Regions from separate parts of the Mus musculus genome. Here regions 1 and 3 are each linked to region 2. A link is a contact called in public Hi-C data. All regions are on one chromosome and are shown on one strand. Each heading gives the region's core, a stretch centred on a gene start, on an enhancer-like site or on the middle of the called end of the contact. The rest is flanking DNA. Distances are from core to core; before and after follow the strand shown. Region 1 has its middle 45 kb from the start of Gm39850. Region 2 overlaps Map3k20 (mitogen-activated protein kinase kinase kinase 20). Region 3 has its middle 4.0 kb from the start of Gm39850.

Evidence for each region. Hi-C and Micro-C count contacts between places; a contact is called where the count stands out from the background.
Region 1: a Hi-C map of pre-B cells shows a contact between it and region 2, with 4 times the contacts expected there. The contact joins two enhancer-like sites.
Region 3: a contact with region 2 is called in a Hi-C map of pre-B cells, with 2.3 times the contacts expected there. The contact joins two enhancer-like sites. A contact is called at or near these places in 1 of 484 Hi-C or Micro-C datasets (pre-B cells) and 1 of 115 datasets of contacts at active chromatin or transcription factors (pancreatic cancer cells).

What each region holds. Positions count from the first base shown.
Region 1 is chr2:73,052,094-73,055,733 of GRCm38.p6, reverse strand. No RefSeq gene overlaps it. Among named protein-coding and RNA genes, the nearest start is that of Gm39850, 45 kb to the right of the region's middle. Within about 2 kb of position 1,508, at least 117 of the 459 cell types and tissues checked have an H3K27ac peak or open chromatin away from gene starts, as enhancers often do. A contact at or near this core is called in pre-B cells, where this site is marked.
Region 2 is chr2:72,397,844-72,401,246 of GRCm38.p6, reverse strand. Map3k20 (mitogen-activated protein kinase kinase kinase 20) reads right to left here. Exons shown (of 20, transcript NM_023057.5): 11 at 2,822-2,957. Among named protein-coding and RNA genes, the nearest start is that of Gm52556, 48 kb to the right of the region's middle. Within about 2 kb of position 1,361, at least 44 of the 459 cell types and tissues checked have an H3K27ac peak or open chromatin away from gene starts, as enhancers often do. A contact at or near this core is called in pre-B cells, where this site is marked.
Region 3 is chr2:73,003,292-73,006,673 of GRCm38.p6, reverse strand. No RefSeq gene overlaps it. Among named protein-coding and RNA genes, the nearest start is that of Gm39850, 4.0 kb to the left of the region's middle. Within about 2 kb of position 2,068, at least 275 of the 459 cell types and tissues checked have an H3K27ac peak or open chromatin away from gene starts, as enhancers often do. A contact at or near this core is called in pre-B cells, where this site is marked.

The DNA of each region.
Region 1 (3,640 bases), core at 259-2,758, 650 kb before region 2:
GTGAGTTCCAGGACAGCCAGGGCTACATAGAGAAACCCTGTCTAGAAAAGCAAAAAAAAAAAAAAACAAACAAACAAACAAAAAAACCTAGATGAAGGCTCACAGGATCAGGATATTAATGGTGTAAGACTGGTTGCAGAATTGGTGTGCATTTATTTAATGGCTGCTGGAAGGGGAGAGGGGCTGAGTAAGAGTAGACCTTGCAAGCCAAGTTAGGTTGGTCTCCTTTCCTGAGCCGTGAGTGTCTAGTTAGAAGTTCTCCAGTCTACCCCGGGCTGCTTATTCTGGTTCATGGCTGTTGCAATCCTGCCTGGACTCCTCCAGCCCTGTTTGGAAACAACTCCTGAGCCTGGAGCTAGGCAAGCCTCTCTCTACCTACCTCCTAGCCTAAGCCCCGTTCTAGCTTTTGTCAAATTATTTTCCTCTTTGCCCTGGGAGATCCCTGAGGTATCCAAGATATGGGATGGGACACCTGGATATCCATGAGAGCAGCTGCTTATTAAAGATTTATTTTTATTTATTTTATGTATATGATAACACTGTTGCTGTCTTCAGACACACCAGAAGAGGGCACTGGATCCCCATTACAGATGGTTGTGAGCCACCCTGTGGTTGCTGGGACTTGAGCTCAGGACCTCTTAAGAACAGTCAGTGCTTGTAACTGCTGAGCCATCTCTCCAGCCCGAGGGAGCACTTCTTAAGGACGTTGGTAGTAGTGCCGCAGATGCTCCAGGGTTTGGATCAGTAATAGAAAGAAACGGCAAGATGAAGGGAATCGGCGGACAGGGCTCACAATTAGCACTTTTGAGGCTCCGGGACCTGAACCCATGGATATGACCTACCTCCAATGGAAACACCCAGGGAAAAAAAATTCCAGAAGGCAGAACTCAAGGTCCCAGGATGCAAACATTAAGCTGAAACCCATGGACACAGCTCTGTGTAGGAATATCCTGTCATCCAGGCTCAGTATTTTGTAGATCTTCAGTTGCTCTCCAGGCCTCCTTGGCAGGCTGAGGGTTGCACCTACACCAAAACAGAAACTCCCAGACTTTCTTCTTCCTGGTCATTATCTCCTCAAGTAGAACACAACTATTGATGGAGCACTTACAGCGTATTGGGTAATATGAGTAATTGAGAGGCGATTTAAGGTGTATGGAAGGATGTGCTTGGCGTGTATGCAAACAGCATCTGATACATAGGATTTGAACCTCCACAGACTTTGGAATCCACTGGAACCAGTCTCTGCGGGAACACTAGACAGGAACAGGAGAAGGGTAGGAGGAGGGGTGAAGGTGAGGTCAAGGAGGCTGGCTTGCATGGAGGCACTGATCGCCTGGGTTAGTGGATACTGGGAAGTAGAAAGAAGTGGGAGGAGGGGAGGTGGCTGGATAAGAGAAACTAGGTAGCAGCAACTGATACAAATGGGGAGTGGCTAAGAAGAGGAAGTGTGGTCAGATGGAGAAGCCAGAACCACAGGAAACAATACCACGTGTGGGGAGGGCAGAAGCTTCGAAGGGGGCACGCCTGGCAAAAAGAGGAAGGCAGCCATTTGCAGCAGGGTCACGAAACCCAGGAGGAGGAGTGCTCCCCAGGCAGTTGTATGGGATCACAGATGTCCTAGGCCCTGTGCCCAGTACTATGCATGGATTATCTGAAGTGAATCACAGAACAACAGTATGCTCACCCATTTTACAGATGAGCCAGCTGGCACCCTGACTGGCTAAAGAACGTGTCCATGGTCACCAGGGAAGGAAGTAAGGAACAGGGAATCCAGACTCTCTTTTTTTTTTTTTTTTTTTTTTTTTTTTTTTTGGTTTTTCGAGACAGGGTTTCTCTGTGTAGCCCTGGCTGTCCTGGAACTCACTCTGTATACCAGGCTGGCATTGAACTCAGAAATCCACCTGCCTCTGCCTCCTGAGTGCTGGGTGTGCGCCACCACTGCCCGGTGGGATCCAGACTCTTAAGGGTAGATGGCATCTGAGGGAGAGGAAGGCTGCGAAACTGTCCAGAGAGATGGTTAATAGAAACAGGTGGTGCTTCTTAGTGGCTTCTTAGGGTCGGGGGTGATAGGTCAACAAAGTAAAAGCTGAGCGATGTATATCTGTATGTGTGAGGGGAGGTAGTATGGATACACACACACACACCATATACAACTTTGTACTCAGTATTCAACAAAAAAAGATTTTCTTTTTCTTTTCCTAATCTACACCCTTTTTCCAGAACCTAGCTGACTGTAGAGTTCCCAGGAGAAGAAATCAAAGAAAAAGACTTCTGCATCTCCTGTCTTAGCTACTTTTGCACTGTTATGAAGAAACACTATGACTGAGGCAACTTATAAAAGAACGAGTTTATTGGGGTTCACAGTCACAGAGCATTAGAGTCCATGGCCATCGTGGCGTGGAGCATGACAGTGGGCAGACAGGCATCGCACTGGAGCGGTAGCTGGGAGCTTCCATGCTGAGCTGCATGCAGGCAGAAGGCAGAAAGAGAGTGAGTGAGTGAGTGAGTGAGGCTAGGCTGAGGTGGGCTTCTGAAACCTCAAAGCCCACCCCCAATGACCTACGGCAAGGGCACAAGGATTTCTCCCAATCCTTCCCAAACAGTTCCACCAAACTAAGGACCAAGCATTCAAACACATGAGCCTGTGGAGGTCTCTATCATTCAAATCACCACGGCTTTCAAAGACCAGAACACAGAGAGGGTATCCTCGAGAGACCTGAAAACCGTTGAGGCTGGTGCTTTGCCCCAGATTTACTCCTCTCCTTCCTAGGTGTTTGATTGGCTGACTTTACAACCTCCCTGGAGGTCAATAGGTTCCTACCCTGCAGCCAGCCTCTGCCCCACAGTATCTGAGCTCCTGCTCTCTCTCTCCATTTCCCTGACAAGTCTCAGTTACATCCCAACCTGCTTCTACATTCTGTTTCAGCTTGCTGTCAGGATCCCGCCAGGACTACAGATGGCCTTCTTAAAAGCAGACGTCCTGATCTGCTTTGCCCTGACCCATGCCCAGCAGGCTCCCAGTTCATCTTCTGCATTAAAGAAAGGGGGTTAAGATTACGGCAGTGGCCGTTTGGTCCTCCCTGAGACAGGAATGGTACTCTAGTCTAGGAAAAATGAGTAGCCACCACCACCACCACCACCACCACCACCACAGGGAAGAGAATCAGAGCAGCTTTCCAGGTAGGGAGTGACCTGGGCAAGGCCCATAGTTGGGCGTTTGGGAGACAGCGAGAAAACAGTTGGGTTGAACAGTGCCCAGGATGGGCCGATAGTGCCAGGGTGGAGTTCCTGTGTGGGCATTGAAAAAATTGTTGAACGGGCCATCACTCAGTAAAAGTGACACTGTGGGACGATTACTCTGGACATGGGCGTGGCATTAGGTGGGGGCTGCCTCTTAGGGGATATTCTTGTTGACCATTGATCATCCCGTCTGCTTGTCTTGTGACCACTCCAGGACAGCCTTGGGTGTTTGTGTGTTGCATTCTCTCTCCACTGTCATTGCTCCAAATTCATCAGAATTCACACCTGAAGGCGTGTTGTCCATTGGTGAGACTCCAACATCGACCGTTCCCCTCCTCACCACTCCTTCCCCCCATAGAAATGGCACCAGGCACCTGAAGTGCTTCCTTCTGTTTTCCAT
Region 2 (3,403 bases), core at 112-2,611:
GTCTCCTTCCAGTGAGACTTGCCTACGAGGTCTTTCTCATGTTGTCGCAGTGGTAATAACTCTCAGATGAACTCTACACTCTGGGTGTGAAGGCACAGTGTAGTTCCTAGGTTTTTTTAAATCTTAAGATTAAAAATTCCCCATATCTATTATTGTGGCAGGCACACGCATGCCATGGGCGTGTAACTTTTGGGAACTGGTTCTCTCCTGCCTCGTTAGGTTTTTGGCACTGGGGTGATCAGGGTTGTTTGGCAAGTGCTTCTAGTGACACAACCATCTTGATGGCCCAATTTTCTAATTTAACTTACTGATGGAGATAAGTTTTCATTTCATTTTGTTTTTATTTGAGACAGGGTTTCTTTATGTAGGCCAGGCTGTCCCGGAACTTGTTCTGCAGACCAAGCTGACCTCGAACTCTGAGATCCTGCTGCCTCTGCCTCCCTAGTGCTGGGATTAAAGGCGCGCGCCACCACTGCTTGGCGGAGATAAATTCTCAAAAGCCAGAACTTTCTATTAGAGGAGAATTTTGGCACTTTGGGCTCAGAATCAAGGTCCTGTGGTCCACCTGGCCAGTCTCAGATCCTTACTGGTGGGGCAGGGCCTCACTCCCTAAGGCTCCATTCACTCCCTTTCCACATTCTCAAATTGGTTTTTCAATGGACAGAAACCCTTTGTTGCTTATTTATTTTATTATTGCCAAGGTCTTTTCTCACATTATGTTAGGGTCTAAAGAGATCCATAAATATTTCTTAAATAAGAGTTTATCTCTAACTTTTTTTTTTACAGCAAGCCACAGCAATAATTAGAAATAAGCTTTATTTCTATTTATGCACAGAGAACTCATCTTTCCAAGTGTCTTTAATATTTCGGTTTTCGGAAGGAAAATAGGACCCCTGAAATCAATCTGATAGTATTCTTATGTATTGTGTAAAAGTTAGACTGTTATATTTAAGATGAAGCTACCTATAAAAAAAAAAAGCCTCGTTTGCCCCCTTTAAAAAGATTTTTTTTTCTTTCAGCAGTCTAGTTATAAACCACCTAGAGATTAAAGTGAGGATGAAAGAAAACAGCTACTAATAAAATACCCGAGCACAAACTCCTTTTCCTTAGAAGTACCAGCTCTAGGCAGAGGAGACATTGAAAGCAAGTGTTATAAACAAAAAGCCTTGGGCCTCACAAGTAAAAAGGGAGGGGCCCTCGCAGGGACTGCATCATGCTGTCCCCAGTTAGCTGGTGGCTTGCGAAGCACTTCCCCCAAACCAAGGCTTCTGGGGTTAAAACACAAGCGCACAACCTACCAAGCACCTGTCGCGTATTATCCTTTGTCATACAACTGTGTTACCAGCAGCAATAATATGTGTAAGGCAGCCCATAATTTCTTAGCAAGACTGACGCCAGTAAACCAAGGCGAGGTTCTTAGGCATACTCTAATAAGCGGTTGAAAGTTTTCTTGACAATAAGACATTTAGAAAGAGTCGAGCCATGCAGTGCTTTACAGTTAAGGTTTCAATGCACATAAAAAGCATAACAACACAGCTTCCTAGCCTTCAGCAGATGGGCCGTGGGGACAGGGCTGTGCTCTGTAGCTCCCACCTGCCTGCTGGCACCAGCTCAGCCTGAACAGGAAGCTGCCCCCCCCCTTTACCCCTTCTTTGAGAATCTGGTTCAATTCACAGGACTTGCTGACAAAAATGAGGTACCCTTATAATATCTCATGCCAGTCCTATGTATAGCAACTCAGTCCTTATCTCGGCATTCCTGGGATTTACCAAAGACATTTTTGAAAAGGGTAAACGTGTAGCATTTAAATGCACTTTCCTTTTTGGGGGTGAGGGGGTGCCAGATTGTGTCTCCACAATTGGAATTGGAAATGGAGACGGACTCTCCTGTTCTTTAGATATTGGAAGACATTTTGCAGCCGCTCAGTGGAGGTTAAGACTTGTCTAGATAGGTCTTTGAGGAACACACAATGAAGGGTGTTCAGTGTTTTCTCTCTCTCTTTTTTTCTTGGTCTATTTGTCGATAACTTTATTTTGAATCTCTTGCTTCTTGTAATTTTAAGCGGACAGTTCTCGTCCACTGAAAATCCTAGAAAACCAATCCTAAGCTTTTACTTGATCCCTAAAAGTCACTCTGTTTTAAATCTCAAGGATGATGGAATGAGATGCATGATTTAACACTAAGTTCAAGCTCAAGGCTAACGCATGAGTGGCCAGTGCTGCTCCATACTTGGGAAGGAACAAGGATCTTCCCAGAGGTAGAGCAAGTGGGTTGCCTGTCCCAGGAGAGGCCTTCTCCCCATTTGATGCTTCTCCTACTCATGGCACTAAATCCATAAGGAATATTAATGCCTGCCATGTCTATGTCAGCAGGCCAGTTCAATCTTAGAAAATGTGCTTAAGTTCTGACACACCCAAGGCATTCCTTGCAATGAGTTATTAATTACTGGTAGCATCTAAGGGCATTCATTCCCTCAGTGTTCTTAGGGCTTAACGGATGGTCTAAACATATTAGACTTTACTCTTGTAATTTTAACATACAAATAAATGCAGTTCTTAAGGAAATAATAGTTTCTAAGGAAAGATACAGAGGAGGCATTTTCTTTTAAATAGGTTTTTCCCCCCTTTTAAATCTCTGGCATTTGGTGTTTCATACTTATTACTACCAATGAAGGCCTTTAGTTCTCAGGAGCAGGGCAGGGCAGGGCAGGGCAGGGCAGGGCAGGGCAGGGCAGGGCAGGGTTGGGGGTGGGGAGGAGCGTGGTCATGCTGTCCCGTGCTCAGCGTGCATGCTGCGGGAAGCCACTAGGTGGCGTACTCACCGGGGTGTTGGATTGCTCCGTCAGCTTCTGCTCCCACATCTTGAGACGTCTCTCCCGTTCTTTGAGCTCCTGCTCTTTAAAGCTGAGATCTCGCTCTAGTTTCTTCAGTCGCTCAAGGGTTGCCTCAATTTCACACCTGCAGAGAGAGAGAATTCAGTGAGTCTCCACTACTGCCCGGCCCGTGGGTGCTCAGTGGATCCATTGGAGGACTAACCAGATACAAAGCTAAGGTGTGGGCTTTGAAATTGGCCAGGAACCGGCCAGAGCAGCGGGACTCTTTCTTATCCTTCAAAACCAACAGGTGGTTCCTAGTTGGGAAAAACCAACTCAGAGCATTTTAACAAAGCACTGAAGAGCGACCTAGCGACCATTTTTCTCCCAAAACAGCCCCAAGAAATGGGTACTGGTCTGTACTGTGGATGGGAAAATGACACCAGGTTGTATATACACAGGGTGAACTACGGGGCTGACACTCTTGCCCACTGAGTGGCTCAGTGAGGCTCCTTAACCTGGGATTTCTTTGGCTGAAGGGATGTCAGTTTAAGATGCCAGGGCTCTACAATGTGCTTCATCCTGAGAATC
Region 3 (3,382 bases), core at 819-3,318, 600 kb before region 2:
GGAGCCCACTTTAGCACATGCCATGATAAGGGCTTTTACATAATGAGACTGTTTACATATCGCCAAGAACACTTTGGAATATTACAAGGAAAAATATGATATGGCCAACGCAGTCACCAAATCCTGCATAGCCAATTATTAAAAGGTGATTACTTCCTGTGAGGGATGATATTTAAGCCTGGCATCTGTCTTGGAAGGTCTATTTCATTTTAAGTAGAATTAATAGTGAATATTTGAAACAGTTTATAAATCAATTTTATATTCACACACTCTCATATGATTTGTAGGGTAAGCCCTGGGCCCGGAACACTGATTCTTTCATCATGAAAAAAGAGAATTGTGAAATGGTTTGCCCAAAGTCCAAAAGCAGAGGCCATTATTGTTGTCATGATGATTATCATATTAATCCCTTGACACATGCCTCTCTGCTTTTTCTGCTCCTCCATGCTGTGCCTCACATGCTGTGCAAACTCCATCCCCTCCTCCCTCCCCCCTGTATTCCCCTCACGGACACCAGCAGTTCCCCCTCTGCCCTGAGCCAGGGAGAGGACTCCTTGTCTGTCTCTCACCAGTGTGGATGAGGGCTAGGAGCCTGACTTTGCCATCTGGCCCACTTTCAGGTTTTCATGGGGCCAGGCCTAGGTACAACTAGAGCCCGTTTTATATTTCATGTTTTTCTGGTTTCAAAAGAGAAAGAAAGAAAGAGAGAGAGAGAGAGAGAGAGAGAGAGAGAGAGAGAGAGAGAGAGAGAGGCAAGAAACCCTCTGCAGCAGGAATATTGTTCCAGGCAGGGTGTTTCCTGTCAGTTGCTCCAGTGGGAGGATCTGCCTTTAGGGCATTTCTGCTGGTAACCACAATCTGCAATCCTTCTGACAGGTTTTAAAGTCCTAACACAGCCAGTACTTCATGGGGAGTGTCTGACTCTTGACTAGTAGATAAGGCTGGAGATACAGTACAGACTTTATTCTTTTTTGTTGCTATTTTGTTTTTGTTTTTTGTTTTTTCCAGACAGGGTTTCTCTGTGTAGCCCTGGATGTCCTGGAACTCACTTTGTAGCCCAAGCTGGCCTCAAACTCAGAAATCTGCCTGCCTCTGCCTCCCAAGTGCTTTATTCTTAATGGTGGGAGGCACCCACATCTGCTCCTGCCGAGGAGTGCTGTTTGTTTGGATGCTGGAGAGAGAGAGGTGACGACCAGCACAGACCCGGCCTGACGCCTGATGTGTTGTGTTTGGTGTTGGGGTCCAACAGGTTGAACCTCTGCTGATTATCTGCCATCCTCTCTCATACTGGGTCTTTGCCAGGATTTCTTCTGGAAAAAAGCAAAAGAAACACATTCAAAAGTCTAGGTATCAAAACCGGGCAGTGGTCTGTCTTTGCCTTTAACCCAAGCACTTGGGAGGAAGAGGCAGCCTGATTTCTGAGTTTGAGGACAGCCTGGTCTACATTGTGGGTGAGCCCCAGGACAGCCAGGGCCACATAGAGAGACCTTGTTTCCAAGTCCACCACCCCACCCCCCAAAAAAGGTCAAGGTAATAGAAGTTTACTAAATCGGAGGCACAGGGTTATATGAATGGGGAGGGTTTTCTTCACACACACACACACACACACATACCCCGCTTAAAGAAAAACAAAACCAACCCCCAAATAAAACCGCTCACTCCTCTAGGGCTGGACAATATCCATGTTGCACATCTGCATCAATCTTGTGATGGACAAAGACCTGATATTTGGAAGCTCAGGTATCAGAGAGCAACGCCAGGGGAACCCAGAGATATTCAGCCACCTGAATGTAGACCAGTGGTACCTTCCTGTTGGGTATCCCTGATGGGGCACCTAACCAGGCAGCTCCCATGCCTTCAGGAGAAGGCCCGACTTTGAAAGTCTCACATTAGCAGTAAGAACATTCTTTCCCACAGAAACTTTGAGACATCTGGGGAGAGAGGCAAACAGAAAGAAGGGTGGAGGCAGGGAGACCTCTTCTCATGGACTAAGCCAAGGGTGCAAGAGCCGCATATCCCTGCCAGAGGAAGGCAGGCAGATGGCCAAGAAGCACTGACTAAGAACTAGGCAGTGGGGGCAGGCCCTTCCCCCTGCCCTTCCCCCTGCACAGCCACAGGCCTCGGAGTGCTGGTGTGGAAGGGGGAGTCCACCAGTTGCCTAAGTAACCAGGGATGTCTGGAGGGGGGGTGGGCAGAGTACCTCTGAGCTCCGTGTTTGCTTATTATTTCTCAACTGCACAGTGAGCATTTGGGGGGTCTGAAGGGATCGTGGGGGGTTGAGACTCTTAGGAGTTCCCCCTCCCACTCTACCCCACCCCAGCGGAGTCTTGGCCTTCCTGTGACCAGGAATAGATTACATCACACACCAGCAGCTGTGTGCCTCTCAAGCGCCTTAGGGCGCGCGCGCGAACACACACACACACACACACACACACACACACACACACACACACACACACAAATCATATTTGTTCTTGTCCCCTTTCAGCATAGACGTGACTTAAATTTTTCAATTGTCCTCTGCTGTACGGAAAGCGCGCATGTTCTCTTCCCAAAGTCTCTGCAACGCAGTTCCTGGGGCGACAGGGTCCTGCAATAGTTGTTTTCCTCTCTCTCACTCTGAAGCTTCATGGCACTTATATGTCAACTCCCAGAGCCTGGGAGGCCAGGTCCTCGGGCAGCAGCGAGAAGGTGACTTTATGCCTATCTACAAGCTGTGTACAGTCCCTATGTACAGAAGGGGAGGGGGGCTTAGCGCCTGCTTCACCACTTGGCACCTCCTCTGTTTTCAACCCCTTTCCTTCCTCCACCTAGCTGCGTTCCCCAGGCGCCTGACTCTATTTCCTGGCTCCCAGATATCTTTCGTGTGAGAACAGACAGAGGAATCTCCTGGGGTGCGTTTGGAAGGAAGGGAGTAAGCTGGGGTTTGGATAGCTTCCACTAGCAGAATCTACAGCGGTGGTTCTTAACCCGGCCGTACAATAGAATCATCTGGGAAGTGTTCAGAAAAATTTTTTAAAAAATTAAAAATTATTATTATTATTTTTAAATTGCACCGCTCGGCCCAGGCTCGGGGATTTCTGTTTAACAGGCCGGAACAAAGGTTTGTTTTTGTTTGAAAAGAGTTTTTCCTCTCTCAAAGGTATTTTCAAAAAACAATTCCCTGATGTCTCTGAGATGCCAACCACTGACTTCAAGGTGGGCAGAAGCATGGCAAAGACCCTGTGAGCCACACCGACACCCCGAGTGTGGTTTATCTGGTGGAAGCCTCTCAGGGCCAGGCAAGCAGCTGTGCTGGTCGGTGGAGCCCACTCTCTTGTGTGCCAGATGTGCCCTCTAACTGGCTTTGAACTTAGGGGAGGTGGTTCTGGGTGACAGGAAT